Regions from separate parts of the Mus musculus genome. Here regions 1 and 3 are each linked to region 2. Evidence: chromatin contacts called from public HiCAR-type and HiChIP or PLAC-seq data. All regions are on one chromosome and are shown on one strand. Each heading gives the region's core, a stretch centred on a gene start, on an enhancer-like site or on the middle of the called end of the contact. The rest is flanking DNA. Distances are from core to core; before and after follow the strand shown.

The links. HiCAR-type assays count read pairs that join an accessible place to other places. HiChIP or PLAC-seq counts read pairs in DNA pulled down with a chosen protein or histone mark.
Region 1: a HiCAR-type map of kidney shows a contact between it and region 2, with 4 times the contacts expected there. The contact joins two enhancer-like sites. A contact is called at or near these places in 1 of 484 Hi-C or Micro-C datasets (bone marrow-derived macrophages) and 2 of 115 datasets of contacts at active chromatin or transcription factors (embryonic basal ganglia and kidney).
Region 3: an H3K27ac HiChIP or PLAC-seq map of large pre-B cells shows a contact between it and region 2, with 4 times the contacts expected there. The contact joins two enhancer-like sites. A contact is called at or near these places in 1 of 484 Hi-C or Micro-C datasets (bone marrow-derived macrophages) and 4 of 115 datasets of contacts at active chromatin or transcription factors (embryonic basal ganglia, embryonic forebrain, kidney and 1 more).

What each region holds. Positions count from the first base shown.
Region 1 is chr13:44,705,050-44,707,749 of GRCm38.p6, reverse strand. No RefSeq gene overlaps it. Among named protein-coding and RNA genes, the nearest start is that of Jarid2, 25 kb to the left of the region's middle. Within about 2 kb of position 1,394, at least 36 of the 459 cell types and tissues checked have an H3K27ac peak or open chromatin away from gene starts, as enhancers often do. A contact at or near this core is called in kidney, where this site is marked.
Region 2 is chr13:44,064,640-44,067,339 of GRCm38.p6, reverse strand. No RefSeq gene overlaps it. Among named protein-coding and RNA genes, the nearest start is that of Gm33489, 21 kb to the right of the region's middle. Within about 2 kb of position 1,444, at least 80 of the 459 cell types and tissues checked have an H3K27ac peak or open chromatin away from gene starts, as enhancers often do. A contact at or near this core is called in kidney, where this site is marked.
Region 3 is chr13:44,779,436-44,782,135 of GRCm38.p6, reverse strand. The region is part of intron 1 of Jarid2 (jumonji, AT rich interactive domain 2); the gene reads right to left. Among named protein-coding and RNA genes, the nearest start is that of Jarid2, 50 kb to the right of the region's middle. Within about 2 kb of position 1,410, at least 7 of the 459 cell types and tissues checked have an H3K27ac peak or open chromatin away from gene starts, as enhancers often do.

The sequences.
Region 1 (2,700 bases), core at 145-2,644, 640 kb before region 2:
GGGATAACTGAGCCCATGGCACACTAGGCAAACATTCTTCCAACTGAACTACATGTCAGACCAGGACTTTGGTTCTTTGACATAAGGTCTCTGTGCAGCCCAGGTTAGCGTCAAACTTGCTGTCTGTTTTTATTGGCCTCCAAAGTGCTGAATCTCAGGTTATGTGTCCCTCCACCCAGTCCCACTATCATTCTTTTCTGAATGCCAACAGTAAACCAGGAACCAGGTAGAACATTCTGGAATGTTCTCATTTACCACACCACCCTGTCCTTCCGATAGCCTAGACCTTCAGCTCTTGCCTGTCCCATGGGAGTGCCCTCCAAATCTGTTCTTTCTGCACCCTTGCTTCTGCCTAGCAGCTGCCTTCCCTTTTCTACAGAGAAGAAAGACTGCTCTTGTCTGCTTGTGTGCCTGCCAAAGCGACTGCGGCAGGGCAGGCGACTCTCCCTGGAGACAGGTGCAGTCTGTGGGCCTTGCTTTTGACCCTGGGCCTGTAATTTGCTTTTATCCACAGAACCTGTGGAAGTGACATTCTGGGACCTCCAAGTCCAGGCCGTAAGAGATCCAGTGTCTGTTTCCCTCTTTGTGTGCAAGTTCTGGTGGATTTACTGCCTAATACGAAGTCACATGAGGAGAGGGAAGAACCAACCAGCGCCCCCCAGACAGTAGTTATAATCACTAAGGCACCAGACAAGTGAGTGGGGTACTAAGGAATATCCTAAACCCAGACTCCCTCATTCCTGTCAGGACACTTAACTCACCCTGCGTGGGGGGAAGAAGAGCCGTCCCTGCCCCATTGCATAATCATGAACAATAAATGGCTGCTGATGCTTTCAGCCACCGAGTTTCTGCTTGGCTACACAGTGGTACAGTCTGTACTTTCTTTGTGTGGGTATTAACTTGGTATTTAAAACAAAAAACAAAAAACCAAACGTGTGTGTGTGTGTGTGTGTGTGTGTGTGTGAGTGTGTGTGTGTGCGCGCGCGCTCTCGAGCTCGTGTGCCTTTTGAGACAGGATCTCACAGAATCTCCTTGCTGGCCTTGAATTTACAGAAAATCTACTCCCTCTGCCTCTCAAGTACTGGGTGGGATTAAAGGTGTGCACACCCCCTCCCCCAGCAGACACTCTTCTTTTTTGTGTTTTTTTTAAATTTTATTTTTTGCAAATTTTAAAACTTTGATCATGTTCACTCCCGACCCCCCAGCTCCTTCCAGACCCCCCTCACCTCTAACCTCTTACTCTCAGTTTTGACCATTCATACTTTACCTCAATCCCATCTGAGGTTTCTTCCTCCCTCCTTCCCCACCCTCCACCCCACCCCCAGGTCTCTCTTGGTTACCCTGGCCTGGAACTGGCTATGTAGATGAGGCCAGCCTCAAACTCCTTGGTATCAGCCTGTCTCTGGCTCCAGAGAAATGAGATTAAAAGCTTATACTCCACCACCTCCAGGCCCAATCCATTCTGAAACCAGCTAGTTTCTGCAATGTACATGTCAGGCTCATTCTAAGATTCAGGCGCTCTATTATAGTATCCTGTGCATCTGCTTCCTTGCCGGATTATTGGTTCGTCCTCTAGTGTCTTGCATATTCTCCTACAATCAGCAGACAGAAGGGACCAAGAAATTATTTGTGAGCTGTGAGTGGGGCAGTGGAGTGTTCACCAGTCATCCAGCCTTTCCGAGGCTGTGGAGGGAAATGTTTTGGATTTGGGGACGGGGATGGGGGGGGGGGAGCACTGTTACTCTAAAAACCAGACTTGGTGGCTGTAAGGTTAGCCGGCCGGCTACAAGGAGACTCCAAAAGGCGCGCACACAGGTGATCTTAGCACATGGGAAGTGGAGACTGGAGGCCACTTGACACCTAGTCTCCACTTTCCAAAAGGTCAAGCCAGACAGGAAGACTGAGCAGCCGGCCGGCCATTGGTTGTTGTTGTTTGGCTTGTTTGTTTTCCCATATTCACTTTTGCCTTGTTTTTCAGTCTGTGGTCCCTGGACTTTGCCTTCCTTGGCCTTTGTAAGGTCAGGATGTTTGGGACTTCCTCATTCCAATACAATTCTTTGAATTTTTCCTTCAAATGCAAATAAAGGCACTTACCATTTGGATAGCGGTGATTAAAGAGAGAAAGGAGGTTGGTTTCGGGATCCTCCTCTAAGGTCCCTTTTAGCGGGGTGGGTGATGGAGAGGAAGAAGCCAAACAAAATTCTCCAAGGGCAAAGAGTTGAAAGGGAATCAAGCGATAGACTATCGAATCCCACCAGAGTTGACGTTACACAGCTCTTTATAGTAAGATGTTAAGCACTTAATATTTTATTTTCCTTGCAGGTCACAGCTATTTGTTCTTGGGACAAATGTGCATATGCTTATTAGATTTAACAATCCACCGCTCCCGGTTAGGAAAGGAGCCAGGCGGAGCCTGACTCCCTCGAAAGAATAGGCCTCATTAGCACTTGTGGGGACGAAGACTCAAGTTCTCAAACCAAAAGGAAGAGTAGGAGGCCACAGTCAGTGGTAGGAGAAATTGCTGACTCGATCTCGCCCCACCCCCACATTTCCTTTTCCTGCATCTGTCTTTTTCTGAGCAAGGAATATTTCTTTCCCTTCCCATGCTTTGAAATTCACGGTATGTGTTTTTACATTTTTTAAAGATTTATTTATTATTATATCTAAGTACACTGTAACTGTCTTCAGATGCACCAGAAG
Region 2 (2,700 bases), core at 195-2,694:
TCCTTTCAAGATAGTACCAGAAGCCTGAGCATAGTCTCCTGACAAAGGAACATGGGGGTTCCTTGGGATACCTGGACCTAGAGTACCCCCAAAGTGTGAAAGGGTCCCAACAGCAAAGTTGGCTGCAGTTGGTTCCCTGGCTGCAGGAGCTATGGCCAGAGTGTGTCCCCCATTCCTTAAGTCTGTGTGTAGATGTCTCAGTCTCCACGGTGACTATTTGGATGTGAGATCTTTAGGATGGAATTCAAATTAAATAAGGTCACAAGGGTGGGCCCCAATCTAGTAGGGCTGTTGGTCTTACAAGAAGAGAAGGGGACAGCAGAGGTCTCTGTCCCTTCAGAGGAAGAGAGAAAGGGACATGTGAAGACACAGCCAGAAGGCAGCCAGGGAGTGTGACCAGGATCTGCAGTTGAATGGCATTTGGTCGTGGATTTCTGAGCCCCTAGAACTGTAAGAAATGAATGCCTGCTGTTTAAGCCACCTGATCTGTGACATTTTGCTAGAACAGCACAAGCGGACTAAGAACGATGCAGTAACCCTTAGCTGGTTCATCACAATATCCGTGAGAGAGCTCTGCTAAGACAGTCTGCAGTCCCAGGTACAGTGGGATCCAAGTGGCCACTCCTAATCTGCCATTCCTTAGCCCCTGCCATTGGTACAACAGTTAGGGTCCACTTGAGATCCTCTGGGTTTCGCCTCTTGCTTCTTTACCTTAACTTGCTTCAGTAACTAACCTTGCTTGATAGCATAGAAGTGGGACATACCAGGAGGGTATTCAGTATACGGCCATTCCTCCCCTACTGCTCAGTCAACCTACAAGGAATGAGAAGCCAAAGAACCAACCTGTACCCCAACTCCCTGCTCATTCTTCAGTTTGGAGAGGCTGCAATGAGGCAGGAACCTTCTAGAGGACAGGAGTCTGGTTATCCTGCTCATGTGACAATTAGGTGACAGTTGTTAGCAACCAACCACCTAGACTCTACTGAGCCCAGCACTACAGGGCAGAGGCTTCAAAAGCCACAGACTGTATTCTCTAGCAGAGGGGACAGTGCCTCGTGGGGTCTGAAGCCCAGCTGTTGACTTCTGGATCTGGCCTGCCTCTCATCGGCCAGCAGCTTCAGAGAGGAAGAGAGAGGTCCCGCTGCAGACAGAGACCTGGAATCAGTTTTGTCTCGTCCTCCTCCATGTCCAGGGCATACATAGGAAGAAGTGTGGAGCAGACAGACAGAAATGGACGGCTTTATCCAGGTGCACACCTCACTGGTTCTGTCAGCCACGACCGGGCCCCCGGGTCTATGTTAAATCCACTTCCTCAGACTAAAAATAACCATTCACAAGCAACAAACGTCAAAGTATTTTTAGCACACTTCAGACAACCAACCTTCCTGTTAGACTTCGGCTTTTGCTCTCTGAATCGGCTGCAAGCACAACTGAAACTACCCAGAACTCTGCACCTCAAATAGGCCACGGTGACCCCAGGTGACATCTGACTGTCGATGCCAAAGAGACTTTGTACCGGGAGATTAGAATCTCTAACGGCCTTCTGCTTTCAGCTGGCAGAAAGCCAGGCGTTAAGAGAGAGGGAAGGCTCAAACATTCAGGGTGAAGAGTTCTGGCCTTCTGAAGGTCACTGGTGTGGTTTCCTGAAGAAGGTCTTAGGAACCAGAATGCGGGACGGTTGCAATAGTTACAGTGGAAAACCAAGGAAGCCTGTGACCTGGCCACACTGGCACACAGCTTCCAGGTGATGAAGACATTTCACCCTGTGATGCTAGGCAGCGAAGGAAAAGAAACTGGCCAACTGTCACCTGTCAAAGACAATTTTAGGGGTGGCAGCATAATTCATTAAGAGAGAAAAAAAAGAGTATTTTCTTTTAAACATGTATATATAGCAGGTGAACTCTAGGAAGCAACTTACATTTAACTAAACAGCAATTTGTTTCCGCCAAAGTTCTCTTCCTATAACAGGTCTACCAGGTCTTAGCTGTCTCTTGTCCCCTTCACATGTACCATTGCTCTGTGGCAGTAAGAGATTGGGGGCAAATACAGAGCTGGGCTAAGAAGCCATAATCTTTATAAAGAATGGTCCATACCACCGGGAGGCAAGAATGGGAATATTTAGGGGAAGATATGTGTAGAATAAAGAAATTGGAGAAAGACGTCTAAATGTGTGCCCTGGCCAAATGAGGTTAGTTAGGGTGGCAAAGGCGTTTTTTCTGAGACCCTATTGAAAGCGACCTGACTGTGACAACTTCATTCATCCAAAGCTAGAAAAGAAAGGCAAAGCTTCGTCTGAAGAAAGAAGCAAGAAATGGGCTCACACGCATCTTCTTGACTTTGTCTTTACCCTTCAACTAAATGTAATTTTTTTCTGCCTTTGAGTAAAAAAAAAGTCACTCCTCTCAGCATGCCAACATGGCACCCCTTCTTCTCTCCCTGAGAAGAGCATAGAGAGAGGGCAAGGGGGAGCCTGCCCAGAGATGGGGTGCTGAGACATGAGGTAATGTCTGTTCCTGAGCTATGGTTGAACCCAGAAAGAGCTTGACAGGGGCTGCAGAGAAGGGGGTGCTGGTTTCTAGACACTTCTTTATGTTTGGCCTAGGTATAGGCCAACCTTCAAAGCAAATGTCGGTTTTGGAAATGTGTGTGTGTGTGTGTGTGTGTGTGTGTGTGTGTGTGTGTGACAGAGAGAGACAGAGA
Region 3 (2,700 bases), core at 161-2,660, 710 kb before region 2:
CTTACAGGAAACAAAACCATCTATGGCTCTAAATATCAGGTCAGCACTGCCCAGAGACAGCAGAAAGGGTACTGTCTCAGGTGTGTCAAGTCTACTCAGTCATCTACACTTGAAATACATTTATAAAGACTTCAGTAAATGATTTTTTAAACCTAAGCAGATTTACAACTTTTTTTTAAATAAGAGAGAGCACATTAATTGGCAAGATGGCTCAGTGGGTAAAGTGCCTGTGCCAAGCCTGAGTCCTCTGAGATCCACAGAGAAAAACAACTCATACAGTTGTTCTGACTCGTCTCTCCCCTACCATACCTCTCACATGCTCACCAAGTAAAAGTAAGTGTAATTTAATTATGTGTATACAAAGATAATTGAAATTTGTAACCATTTCAGCGAACTGATTTCCCTGGAAACTGATCATACCAAATTGAACGAGTCAGTGCCAAAACCCACACTTCAGGTGAGAAAATCCTGAAGAGTGATACAAATATGGGAAAAATCAGCTCCCTTCCTATACTGAAGCTATTTTAAAACCATCCTGAAATCTTTAGCATCTAATATTCATTTTAAGAAAATAATTTGAACTACATCTCATCTTCCAGAACTGGGGCACAAGTACCCTGAAGGCAAGGGTGAGATTTAAGATGAAAATTCCATTTCCTGTAAGAACTAAATAGGCTTCACCCTTCCCATGTCTACACTTTGTAAAAACCACGTAACAAGGGTAAAGACCCCTTTCTCTCCAAACTAGTTCAGGACATGCAGAGTGAAGCAGAAAGGACAGACAAGAATCAAAAGCAGCTGTAGCAACTATGCCAGCTTATGACCACATCTTGACTCACCTAGTGCTCTTTAAATTATTGTTTCTGTTTTGACTGGAAGAAGGCAATCAGTTAATGCTAAGTTCAACAGATATTATTTCTCATATAACTAATCCTTTGTAAAAGAACACCATATCACCATTGCTTAATTTTCTTCTGCACGGTGGCTTCAGCAAGGAGGATTTTACAGATTTTTATGCCAGTTTATGAGTTGGGTGGTGGGGGGGAGAGACTAATATTCTTGTATTTTTACATTGATCAGATGCACGTGTTGTTCCAAAACATCAGTTCTCAACTTGTAGGCCTTTTGGTGGTCAAGCAACCCTTCCACAGGGGTGGCCCTAAGACCAACTGCACACCAGATATTTACATTATAACTCACAACAACAGTAACAAAAATTAGTTATGAAACAGCAACAAAATCATTTTGTGGTTGGGAAGTCACCATAACTTGAACTCAGGGAAGGTTGAGAACCACTGCTCCAATCTATAGCAGGACAAAGGCATATGAGCAGCACCGCTAGAAATTAAATAAGCTATCTAGAGTTCTTCTGAGTTGCCAGCCAGGAAGTCAACCTGGGAAAGTCTCTCTAGACTTAATCTCATTATAAACCCACAGTCCCTAGGGAGCAGAGATAAGAAGGCAAACTCACTGCTCCCTGGCTGCCAGCTTTGAGAAGATGTTAAATACTATTTTCTAAATAACAAAGTAATACAAGTTTGCTAGAAACAAATATGGATGGATACACCTTATCTCTTCCACACCATCCCTCCTCCCAATCTCTTCTGGGCTTCTTCTCACTCCTGAATATAAAGACATAGCTTGTCTTTCTTTATCCATCTCCTGCTTCCAAGTAACTGTGCCATAGGCAAGTTTATGTGTATGGCTCAAATGAATATCATTTTCCTCCAAACTGTACCCACAAAACACAAAAAACAAATTCAGGGCCCCTCCTATAAATGTAGTCTAGAGTGAAGTAACCCACCTTCTACCAATGTTCAACCCACGGCACAGGAAATCAATAAAATTTCTCAGATACACTACATTTACTAAACAGAGATATATGTAATGGGGAGATTGTCAGGAATTGAAGCCAGGAGCCTTGTGTGTGCTACTTAAATGCCATACTATAAGGACTTGTACAACCTTAGCCCCCAAAATTATTTTGGTCCTTTCATGAGCTACAAATTAGAAGACCACAAAAAAATTAGAGTATACATACTTTTTTCTACATTGCTTTCTCTCTACATTATGAGATTCAATAATCCTACTAGCACATCACTACACGGAAAATATGTTCCATTAATTTAACCCATCCCACATTGTTTACACTGTATATCAATGAAATACACTTGATGCATGTCCTTCCAGTCAAATTTAACTAAACAGAGTTTAGTTCCTGAACAACTACCCAATATCCACCTTAGATCTGCTCCAACTATTATTCATGTTGAGGAGGGAAGAATGTTGACATGAATTAAACTGGGACAGATTCACAGGCTGTCAGTCAACCATAAAGTTTACTTGTGTTCAACTACTACTATTTTAACCCTGGGGAAAATTCCACAATATGCAGCAGCCTTCAAGTTAAACCTTAGAAAAGCACTGACTATAGCCAAGCATCCAGCACATTCATTCCTCACAAAATGATAACAAACCAAAAAAAAAAGGCAAAATGATAATTAAACACAGGATTTTGTCATTTGTGGCATGCTTTTCTGAATACAGCTCCAGTTTTCTCAAAATAAAAAGCATCTAGCTCCATGTTCCCACTGCATTAAAAAAACACAATCAATTCCTCTAAGCACAAATGATGCCAATGAAACATTACCTTAGACTTAAGGTCTTCTGTTTTTAAAATGATTCATCACATCAACAGTC